2 separate regions of the Triticum aestivum genome follow, and region 1 is linked to region 2. The links are chromatin contacts, called in public Hi-C maps. All regions are on one chromosome and are shown on one strand. The core of a region is the stretch at or near the end of the contact, and the rest is flanking DNA. Distances in the headings are between cores, read along the strand shown. Region 1 holds the start of LOC123102537 (protein MODIFIER OF SNC1 1). Region 2 holds the start of LOC123102534 (membrane magnesium transporter).

What was found. Hi-C and Micro-C count contacts between places; a contact is called where the count stands out from the background.
Region 1: a contact with region 2 is called in a Hi-C map of leaf, with 6 times the contacts expected there. The contact joins the promoter of LOC123102537 here to the promoter of LOC123102534 in region 2. A contact is called at or near these places in 2 of 5 Hi-C or Micro-C datasets (both in leaf).

The regions. Positions count from the first base shown.
Region 1 is chr5A:112,078,259-112,083,489 of IWGSC CS RefSeq v2.1, reverse strand. It overlaps LOC123102537 (protein MODIFIER OF SNC1 1), which reads left to right and starts at 3,134. Exons shown (of 9, transcript XM_044523927.1): 1 at 3,134-3,520; 2 at 4,849-4,926; 3 at 5,011-5,055; 4 at 5,185-5,231. The coding sequence starts at 3,489. It overlaps LOC123102538 (a long non-coding RNA gene), which reads left to right. Exons shown (of 5, transcript XR_006449025.1): 1 at 1-431; 2 at 536-1,337; 3 at 1,481-1,540; 4 at 1,708-1,832; 5 at 2,232-2,322.
Region 2 is chr5A:111,783,734-111,789,533 of IWGSC CS RefSeq v2.1, reverse strand. LOC123102534 (membrane magnesium transporter) reads left to right here and starts at 3,656. Exons shown (of 4, transcript XM_044523923.1): 1 at 3,656-3,925; 2 at 4,258-4,310; 3 at 4,648-4,748. The coding sequence starts at 3,853.

The sequences.
Region 1 (5,231 bases), core at 1,885-4,384, 290 kb before region 2:
TTAAAACCTACACTTGTTCAGTATATGAACTCAAGTAGCCAATAGCAATAGGGTCATTCAGGTTTTCCTTTTTCTCTTATAGTATATGAAGTGCATATATTTTTAAATCATTACATTGATGTCGCCGACAGTGCCGCCATACATGTTCCTTCCGTCGTTGTCGTCTAAAGGTAGATAAAATGCTCGATTAGATGATCCCAGGTCTCTCTCTCTCATCAAATTTGAGAACATGTTTTCAGGTCTTACAACATATATATCACACGATCATCTATTATTATGGTCACAATTTGATCTCATGACAGAAATTAAATGAAGGGGGGCAACTGGTTGGAGGAGGGAAACAAGTAATATATTTTTCCTTCCTTTATTTGCACCCTCTAAAAGGATGCCATTCCTGTGGTAGGTTGGTGAGTAACCAAGGTATGTATAAGGTGAGTATATTCTTTTCAAGACTTGTGCTTTCTCTATCACCCCATGGCAAACCGAAAAATTGTGTGAGTACAATTATCATTTATATCGTTTGTGTTATTTGCAGATAACAATGGGTTTCCTAGACAAGTATGGTCCTGATAGAGTTCTCGATACACCAATCACATAGGTTATAAACTTAAACCCTTAAAGTAATCATTCGTATATGTCGTAAGTTGTAAGATTTGTATGATAAGTTTTGGAGTTTATGTAGTGCCAATATGCTTTTGTTTTGTTCAAGCTGGTTTTACTGACATTGACGTGGTGCTGCCTACCATGGTTAGGCTTGTAGTATAGTTCATGAAATTTAACTTGCCGGTGCATAATTATGAGATGATAGTCATTTCACTTTCAAAAATTCCTTAAAATGTCAGTTTATTGAATAACCTCATTATATGGCTGCGTTGATATTTCTCACTACTAGTGTTCTAAGCAGCTTAAGTTACAATGGTTGTGCTGACACTATGTACTTCTTGGAAGGAGGGCCCGATGCATGAAAAGATATATTATGCTTATTACTATAGTTAGTGCGTAGACAAGCTTTGCGTTAGTGACTGCATTCACCAACTAACTATCCTGTATTGTTAGAAGCCATTCATGTGATATCATTTGCTAAGAAGCGTTGAAAATGCTAAGGAAGATGACGAGAGCTTGCTGATGATATTGGGGTCATTAAATTAATCAGGCAACACTTATTTGCTACTCCCCGTTCCATAATATAAGATATTATTATTACAACCTATTACCACAGATCCTCGTGTTTTGTTCGACAACAACCGTGATGGAACCGTTGACATGAGGGAGGTCCTTTGCGGGCTGTCCAGCCCGGGGAACTCACAGGGCGATGATGTCGTGGGCTCTACTTTTAGGTAAACTTGACAAATGCATTATGCATGAGATGGTTCTTGCAATGATCTTACCAATTGCAGTGGGAGTGCAATGCATATGGATGTCTAATTCAGAGAGATACCTAACTCTGACCGAAAACGTAATAAAACACTACTATTTTCAGATGTACGATGCCGATCGATCAAACATCAACAACAAGTAGGAGCTGGCATCGATGCTTCGAGTAAGTAGGAGATGCAATACTACATCTAAATACTTCAAATAATATCACCGATTTTACATGCTTAGTAGAGTAGGAAGAACTGCAAGATTTTGTATGGTAATTTTGAATTCTTCTCAAAGTGTACATATTCATATCTTGAAGCAAATAATTTATGTATTGTTTTGTAGGGTTTTTGATTATTCTAAGAACAACCTTTTGGAGTTTGGATTACTCCGAGTAATGATTGTAGGAGCTGGGAGTGCTCTCCATGCCCTGCTATGACTGCTTGCACTACATTAGTCTCCCAACACAGGTCATCTCTCTCACCGTTCCCCTTCTTCGCCCCCTCCCTCCAGATTTCGTTGTAGCTTTCATATAAAAGAGACTAGATCATGCATAAGAAGAGCATATTCACATTTCATTGATGCGTGCGCATCAGCGGTGAGCTTTTGTGCTACTTTTACTTCATAGTGATGACTAATACTACAAATGTTGGCAAATGCTCTACTTTATTTTGTGACGCACTTAGTTCATATCTCTAGATTTTGTTTAGATATAATTTCAACAAATGTACCTGGAATTATTTGTGTTCGTAGCAGATACTTTTTTTTCTATTGGCTGAAATTTTGTTTAGATATTTGTTGTGATGTGTAAAAGTATTGTTGCCCTAATGTTGTTTATGTCTGAAACTACCATATGCTCCCTGTTTCAGGAACGAAATAACCAAACTTGTAGGATTCTCTTGGCAACGTTGTGTCTTTGTCGGTGAAATTAGAGAAGACTGCAAAAATGAACAGATAAGGAATTAACATGTTTTCTTTATATTTCATATCATGATGTCTATGTGGTGCATATCGTACTTTATAATCTTAAAACTTAGTAACTTGTGTTTAAATATTTTTTCCCGAGAAACTTGTGTTTAAATCAGAAGAGATAAAGTATTGCAAAGCTACATTTAGTTTATTTGCAGCTAGCTGCGCCAACCATAACCTTGAATTCATTGTCTCGCATGCTTGGGTGAGGCAATGCTCCCTGTCCAGTCTAGGGACATGTCTCAAATAGGTTGAGTTCACATATTTTCTTGTTGACAAGTTTTTTCTCTCCACATTTTGCAGGTTTATATCAGGTGCATTCAGCCAAGTCAAAACAAGACACAAGCAAATCATTTATCAATAAACAAAGCCAACATATCAGCAACACAAAACAAGATTAATGCACACAACCAACATTACAACGCAAAGAAGGGCTCTCACGAGGCTCGCAATGGCGGCCCCAATTAGTGATACACCACTGATCACGAGGGAGGACAAAAGAAAAAAGAAAAAGGGCATCGACCACGCGTAGGGTCATCCGGTGACGAACCGTGTACACTTGTGGCAATCTTGGCTCGCACGAAACGTCGACGTCGCGGCGCCCGACCTGGCCACCCAAATCCAAGCACGCAACTCCCCGCTGGGATTCCCTGCGCCGGACGGGCGCAGCACCCCGTCAGAGCCCACCACTCGTACGACTCCACGCGTCCCCGGGCACCCGCACGAGCCCACCCATCCCCCGCACCGCCACGCGTCCCCTCCGCCTCCCCTTTATACCGCTCTCACGAACGCCTCTCCAACCTTCTCTTCTCTCTCTCTCCTCCGTCCCCTTCCCTCCTCCCATCTGACGCGCGGGGCCCACCCGTCAATCTCCGTCGCCCTCCCCCGCCGCCGCCGCTCGCCGGACGGCAGGGCCCGGCCGCGAGGGTTCCCGCGGATTCTCCACGCCTGCCTCCCGCCTCTTCCGCCGCAGCCGTCGCCGATCCGGGCCGATCGCGGCGTCCGTCCGTCTCTAGGGTTTCGCTCCTCGCGGCCCCTCCGAGGCCGTCCGAGAGATCCCGATCTCCCTGGCCTGGACGCGCCAGGCTCACGTCCCGGCGATCGGCGACGCTCGATTCGGACCCCCGGCGAGGGGCGCAAGCTCGCGGGGAGGGGCCATGGCCTCGAGCCTGCTCACCACAGACAAGAGGTGCGAGATGCCTATCCCCCTCGCGCGCGCGACGCGATTTCCTCTCCCTCGTCGTTTTGAATTTCGTCCGCGACTGGATGCGCAGGGCCTTTGCATTGTTGCGCGTGGTGATTCTGGCGACGCTTGCTATTTTTGTTTTAAAATTGCAAATATCAGTTTTTTTTCTAATCATCGATTTGTAGTAGTGCTTGGCGGGTGGTAGTATTTAGCTTTGGTGTCGTTCGAATGCTAGTTTCCGGATCGGAAGCATGACAGGCAGAGTGCATTTCTAGGTTGTCTGGTTCAATTCTATGCTGTTCGACGGTTAAGCAATCCAGTTGTGTGGTATGGTATCTGCGCGGCAGCGTCATGGCACCAGATGGTCGCAGATGAGCCCGTGCTCTTCTTTCAACCAAGCAAATATGTATTTATAGCTGATATGCTTCGTTTCCTCTCAGTGTATTTATCAAATCCTTTTAACGGCAGAAAGTCAGTTATCTGCTTTCTCTTAAAGAACTGTCTTTTGTCCAAGGGCAGACTGCTCAGGTTTTTGTTAATTCAGTCAGTGAACCTTGATGAATGATTCGGCAGAGTATGTATTTAGTGTATTGAACAAATTTTTTATCAAAAGATGCAAGTCCAGGCTCATATCACGTTTCATCTTGGCCCATCAGCAGACAGGAGTGCCCGAGCCTTTTTTGGGCCGTTTTCACCTTCCTATTTGTAAGCCCGTGTTTTATTGGTTAAGTGGTATTTGAACAAAAAGTTTTGAATCCTTTCGATAGCATACTGTCAAGGAGCATTTGGCATAACTCTGCACACTTCCATCTCTCAGCCATAATCATTCGGAAACACTAAAAATCCGATGGCAAATCTGACGTTTTTCATGTCAATTTACATTGGTGTGATAACGGCAAATTTAGTTTGCAAGCCCTGCAATTTCTGACACAAAAATGAACTGAGGCGGATTTGCCATACTCGCCAACTAAACTTGCCATCCTCGGAGAACATAATTTGCTATGAAAAATGTTTGATTTGCCTAAAAAAACAATTTGACGTCAGATTTGTAGTGGAGTCCTAATTATTTCTGTGTATTAAATTTGTTAAATGCTTTATGTACTGATTTGCAATGCCATTTGATAGAATATTTGTAGTTCTCTTCCTATAGATGGATGATTAAGCTCCATTCATTTATCCTTCTGAGACTCAATATTTATATTGATATGCAATATGTTTTTAAGACTATGCCCACATAATCAGGTTAACGCGCTTAATAATTGTTGCTTAGTTATAGCACTGCTGCTGATGTACTATGTGTGTACTTTATTATTCTGTACTGCTTTCTGCAGATGGGCTGCTCCTACAAGGAAATCTGGCATGACTGTTCTTGGAAAAATCCCAAAGCCCATTAATTTGCCAAGTCAGAGGTAACAGTTTTTGTATTGGACATTGTAAGCGAAATCTTATCTTTGTATACTTCTATGTGAACTGATTTAGTAGTTCTCATGAAGGTTGGAAAATCAAGGTCTTGACCCCAAGGTGGAAATCGTTCCAAAGTGAGTTCCCACACTCATTGTTATACCACACTTTTTTTATCCATTCTTTTCGTGATCTGATGCTACTCATTCAGAGTTCTCAATAGTTTTCAACAATTTCTAGTGATGAGGTTATCATTTTGATTTTAGGGGCACCCTCACATGGGGCAGCAAACCAGGACCTACAACACCAAATG
Region 2 (5,800 bases), core at 2,407-4,906:
CTTCCTGATGGAGCGGCGTGTGATGTCTCTCCGGACTGTGGCTTCAGGCTTTCAGGGTGTGTGACTTTGTACCCACCATTTGTGAAAAAAAAATGCAGCTCTACCTTAGCAAGAAAGAAGAAGATGCCTTAAAATGTTTGATTGTACGCGAGATTGTAAATATCCATATTTTTTCTATGAATTTGGTCAAACTTAAAAGACAACTTAAGATGCACTCTGCTACATTAACTGTGACGGTTTGGGATCCTCTGCAGTAGCGCACCTTGCAATACAGTTATGTTATCGGTTGGTAACATTGACACTCTTATCCACAAACTGGCATACAAAATGTCGGAGATACTCTTGGGGTTTGCAGTGATGAATGCATGTTTCCTGCCTAGGATGGCATTGCGGTATCCCATAGGGGGCATAGGCAGGCACCATGGTTGTTTGGTTGTAGCCTCGTTAAGGTTTAGTTTCTGGTTGCTAAGTTGTGTTGTGATGTGCTTATTTCTAATCTACTGTGGAAAAGTTAATATTAAAATGGGCAAAAGTGAGTCCAACAAAATTATGATAGAGAAAAAACCGGGATTATGAGAATCTACAATGCCACCAAATGCAACCTGAGTGTTAGGGATGCTTGGCAAGGAGACCGGGGCCTTCATGTGGAAGTAAGGGAGAGTGGCATATGAAGAGAAGAGGGGAAAATAAGGTCAATGAATACACTCACGTGTGGGAGCAGAGAGAACGATAAAACGTTGGTAGAAGAAAGGAAGTGGGGACGTAAGAAAATTTTGGCACCCTGTTAGTGTGTTGGGTAATTGTGTGGTTTTTTATAATGGTTTGTCTAAGTGAAAATTAAACAAAGATTTTTTTCTAACCAAGTTGAATATGATCTATGGTCATCAACAAATGTTTTGGACAAAAGAGCATATACATAACTTCTTCTATTGCTCTTTCCACCTAGGTGATTCCCTGGTCCGATGGTTCTAAAATCATAGGAATGTAAAAAGATAGTGTTATGAATCGCCGAATCCTTAAGATGTTTGGTTGCATAAAAATAACATGTGATTTATAAGCTGCTACCTTGCACGTAAAAAAACAAAAAACAAAAACAGAGTGGCCCCATTTATAAGGGAAATCAGGCCGCACACATCACACGATTGATCAAGGGACAACCGCGTAAAAAACTCCACAACCATGCCAACAACCATGCCAACAACAGCCAACTCGAACCCCACTACCAACATGTCCACAACCCGGAGATGTGTGAGCGAGCTCTTCGCAGATGCCTTCAAGAAGCATCGTCGATGGTATCCTTTGATCCCCATCGAACCACCCAGAGCCACCCACACCAGCCAACAACAGCCAACTCGAACCCCATTACCAGCATGTCCACAACCCGGAGATGTGTGAGCGAGCTCTTCGCAGATGCCTTCAAGAAGCATCGTCGATGGTATCCTTCGATCCCCATCGAACCACCCAGAGCTATCCACACCAGCCCCCACCGGGCCTTGGGATAAGGCCAGCCACACCAACAACCTCCACGGCAACCCTCGAACCAACAAGCCGCAGTCTAGTGAAAAGGAGGAACTCTTCAGCGACAACTCCAAGAAGCATCGTCGCCGGTGTTCTTCGACCCCCGTCGAACCAAGACTTTCGCCTAGAGCCTAAGCACCTCCACCTACTAGAGCCTCGGGGAAGGAGCTTATCAATGGCCAATAAAGAGCAAAAGCCCGCTGCACTAGCATAAGAAGACCATGACTGCCGGATCTGAGAGCATGTTGATCGAGCCACAACAACACCATGGAGACGTGCACGCGCCGACGCACATCACCCCGCCACCACCATGTGTGAACTCACCACACCGCCAACAGCAACACGTAGCCGCGTGATAACCCACAAGTATAGGGGATCGTTTGTAGCCTTCTTCGATAAATAAGAGTGTTGAACCCAACGAGGAGCTAAAGGTAGAACAAATATTTCCTCAAGTTATATCGACCACCGATACAACTCTACACACACTTGACGTTTGCTTTACCTTGAACAAGAATAAAATTAGAAGTACTTTGCGAGAATATAACTTGAAATAAATTGCAAGGTAATGAAAGTAGATAGCCTTTTGTAACACAAGAGAAGGATTTGTCCCTAGGCAATCGACTACGTTACTAGACCGATAGCAAGTTTTTTATGTGGGAGAGGCCACTGCTAGCATGTCATCCCTTACTTGAAAATCTATGCACTTATGATTGAAACTCCAGCAAGCATCTACAACTACTATCGTTCATTAAGGTAAAACCCAACCATATATAGCCTTAAGATATATTGGTCCCCCTCCAATCCCGTATGCATCAATTTCTATGCTAGGCTGAAGCTGCTGTCACCCTGGCCCTCCAATACATAGTCCTATCAACATACAACTAAACCTATTGTGTGATCCACACACACGCTCATATGATGGGCACCAAAGGACAACAACATAACCACAAGTAATTTAAACCAAACATAGCAATTTCACCGAACAACTCATAGAACAAAACAGATCTACTCAAACATTATAGGATAACCACATATCATCGGATAATAATATATAGTGTTGAGCACCTATTTAAGTAGAGAAATACAGCGGGAATAGAGAGGTTACACTGCTGCATAGAGGGGGAGAAAGTTGGTGTTGACGGTAGCAAGATTGTTGATGTATATCGTCGTCCCGATCCTTGCCCCGGCGGCACTCCGGCGCCACCGGGAGAGAGGGGGAGAGCCCCCTTCCTTCTTCTTCTTCCTTGACCTCCTCCCTAGATGGGCGGAGGGTTTCCCCTCTGGTCCATGCCCTCCATGACGGCGGAGGGGCGAGAGCCCCTCCGAGATTGGATCTGTCTCCCTGTTCTCTTCTGTTTCACGCTCCTGTTTTCTGGCCGAAAACCGTTTCTTATATTTCCGGAGATCCGTAACTCCGATTGCGCTGAGATTTTAACACGATTTTTTCCGGATATAAGCTTCCTTGCGCTCGAAGTAGAGATCCAACCGACGTACGAGGTGAGCACAACCCAGTTGGGCGTGCCCTGGTGTCTTGTGGGGGCTGTGGGCCTCCATTTGCGTTGATTCCAAGTCTAAAAAATCACATATATTCCAAAATAATTCCTCGTAAAATTTTATTGCATTTGGACTTCGTTTGATATGGATATTCCGCGAAACAAAAAACATGCAAAAAACAGGAAGTGGCAATGGGCACTGGAATAAATCATATAAAATATTGCCCAAAATATGTGAAAGTTATATAATCAAAAACTATAGATACGACAGAGACGTATCATCGCGCCATCACTGAGGCCAACAACGCCACCTGCACAGATCCGGAGAGGGAGTAACACGCCAGGCATAACCAGAACACATGACCACTCACACCACGCGGATGCACACAATCCAGGTTGCCTAGCGGCTCCAATTGGCACCACGCCGACGTAACTTCCTCGTTAACCTTTAACCACAACGAGATTCAAATGCCTTGTTTTTCAGATCTTTTTCCATGTCCAACAACAAACTACACTCACAAGCAAATTCCGGATAGCAAATCCTAACTTAAATCCATGAAAAAATCCCACAAAAAAATTACAGCGACCGACATGTGGGGCCGTCGTGTCAGCTCCGAGGAGGTCACAAGGACTTGGCTTCTCGCCGCACAACCATAGCCGTCCCCTGCCCCACCTGTCTGTCAGCTTGCATCGTCAGCGTGAACAGCACAACAGAACACCGCACCGGATCGAGCAGCCGGATTCGAGAATCGAGATCGGGGAAGCAGCAGTCTCAGCGGAAGCGCAAAGGAAGGAGAGGGCGGCCGGAGAAGCAGCTCGCCTGGCCTTGCGTCGCCTCGCCATGGGGATCGGCTACGTCATCGGCATCCTCGGCGGCGCCCTCCTCGCCCACGCCGCCTACGCCACCATCCAATGTAACACCGCGCTCCTACTCCTTACGCGTGATTTTCGATTTTGTGACTGGCGGGTGGCGCAAAACTCCGTAGAGGGTTTCCGATTCCCGGCGCCGCGCGCTCAGATCCTCGGCCGACGGACCCTGGTTCTCGAGCTGCCCCGTCGTTGGTTATACTGCTAGTGTTCAGATCTAGGTCGCGATTTGAATTGACCTGTGTGCTGATCCCGTTTAGATTTGGGACAGCCGAGCTTTCCAGAATCATGACAGAGCTCGAAGTTTACGATGAAGGTTGCTGCTGGGGTTGGTCGCTAGGTTCCAGGATCTGATTGTGTTTTGTTGTTGTTGCTGCAGATCGTGCGGTGCTGAAGATCACGGAAGAGGAGTTCTCGCGGCCGCCAGTGGATGTACGTGCACTTCCTCCTTCTGGAAGTAACACTCAGATTCTGCTGCGTAGTCTTGCTTTCTAAGTACTATATTTGACTAGCTTGGGAGTCGTAGTTTCGCGCAATATGTTGGGCTCGTAATTATGTAGGTGTAACCATGATTTGTACAGTAGTAACAAAATGCCCAATAGATAATTTTTTCTGTGGTGGCTGCTTCTGATTTAGTACAATTCTATGTAAAAAGGCCATTTATTAGCACTAATAATTCGGGCATGTTATCCCCAGAAAATTGCAGAAGCTTATACCTCAGCTTAAGCCTGTTGTTTACGTTGCATAACCTGTGCTTTCTGTTGTGCAGGTGATGATGCAGCTGCTCCTGGGGCTTGCCTTATGCATGTGGGCAGGTGTCTCTGTTCCAGCAAAGTTCCTTTCGGTGCTCCCCCATTCCGAGGAGAATAGGTAAAGCCTATTTCACTATTTGGAGCTCCTTGTTAACTAATCTTGAATTTTTATCTGGGGTCGTGGCGTATAGTCGTAGATTGGATACAGAGGTTAAGTAAGCTTAGAAACTCAGCTGTAGTTTTCTTCTATAGTTCGCGATTGACAAATTATGGAACCAGAACCGACGAAATGGATTTACGGGAAATGTGACCACGTACCTTTACAGTTTTGCATGATGAGTTGTTTTCCTTGTTAAATAGCATGAAGTTAACTGTTATGTCCTTCCAGGGCAACCTGTTACATGATCATGTGTATTTTATAAACATCCTCAGTAACATGCTTTTGTAATACGGGCATATAGTACGGCTGAAAGAGAGATGTAATACTTGAAAGGAGATACACAATTACACGCACACAACAGTACACCATGTTCACATTTATGCATTAGTGCGCAGTAGAAATACTAATAAAGGCTGCATGATGCTTAATATTTGAAACCGCACATATTCAGGCAAACATAAATGTTAGTCATTCACTAGTCAGACATGGGATCCTATGATGCATAGACTCTTGATTCTCGACCGTGTAAGCACCTCTGAATTCGATGCAGTGACGGCACTTGTTAGCTTGAGTTGAAGATGGCAGTCTCGTTTCTGAGCTATGTTAGACCTTTGAAAATGAGTACCTTACATTTGCTTGGATAGAGCATAAGAGTGTTATTTTTCATATTTGAGTTTGGTACTAGGTTAAAGATATAATCTAATAAGGAATAGAAAAACTATGGAACTGTTTTAAAACCTATTTTCTGTTGATGTTTTTCGATGCCTGAAATGTTTATGGTGTTATTTAGGCATGTTTGTAGCAGCAAATAATCCATGATAGTTCGTTTATTTGGCACATTCTCTCTTTTCCTTTGGGGCATTATGATGAGCTTTTGTTGCCACATGTTGCTGAATTTGCCATAGTATGCCCGAAAGTCACCTTACCTCCCAATTATGTGTGGTGTTTTTCAGGAAATAAAAACATTTCCTTTGAATTTTCCTGACACGGCTTTCCTATTTAATGCTTTG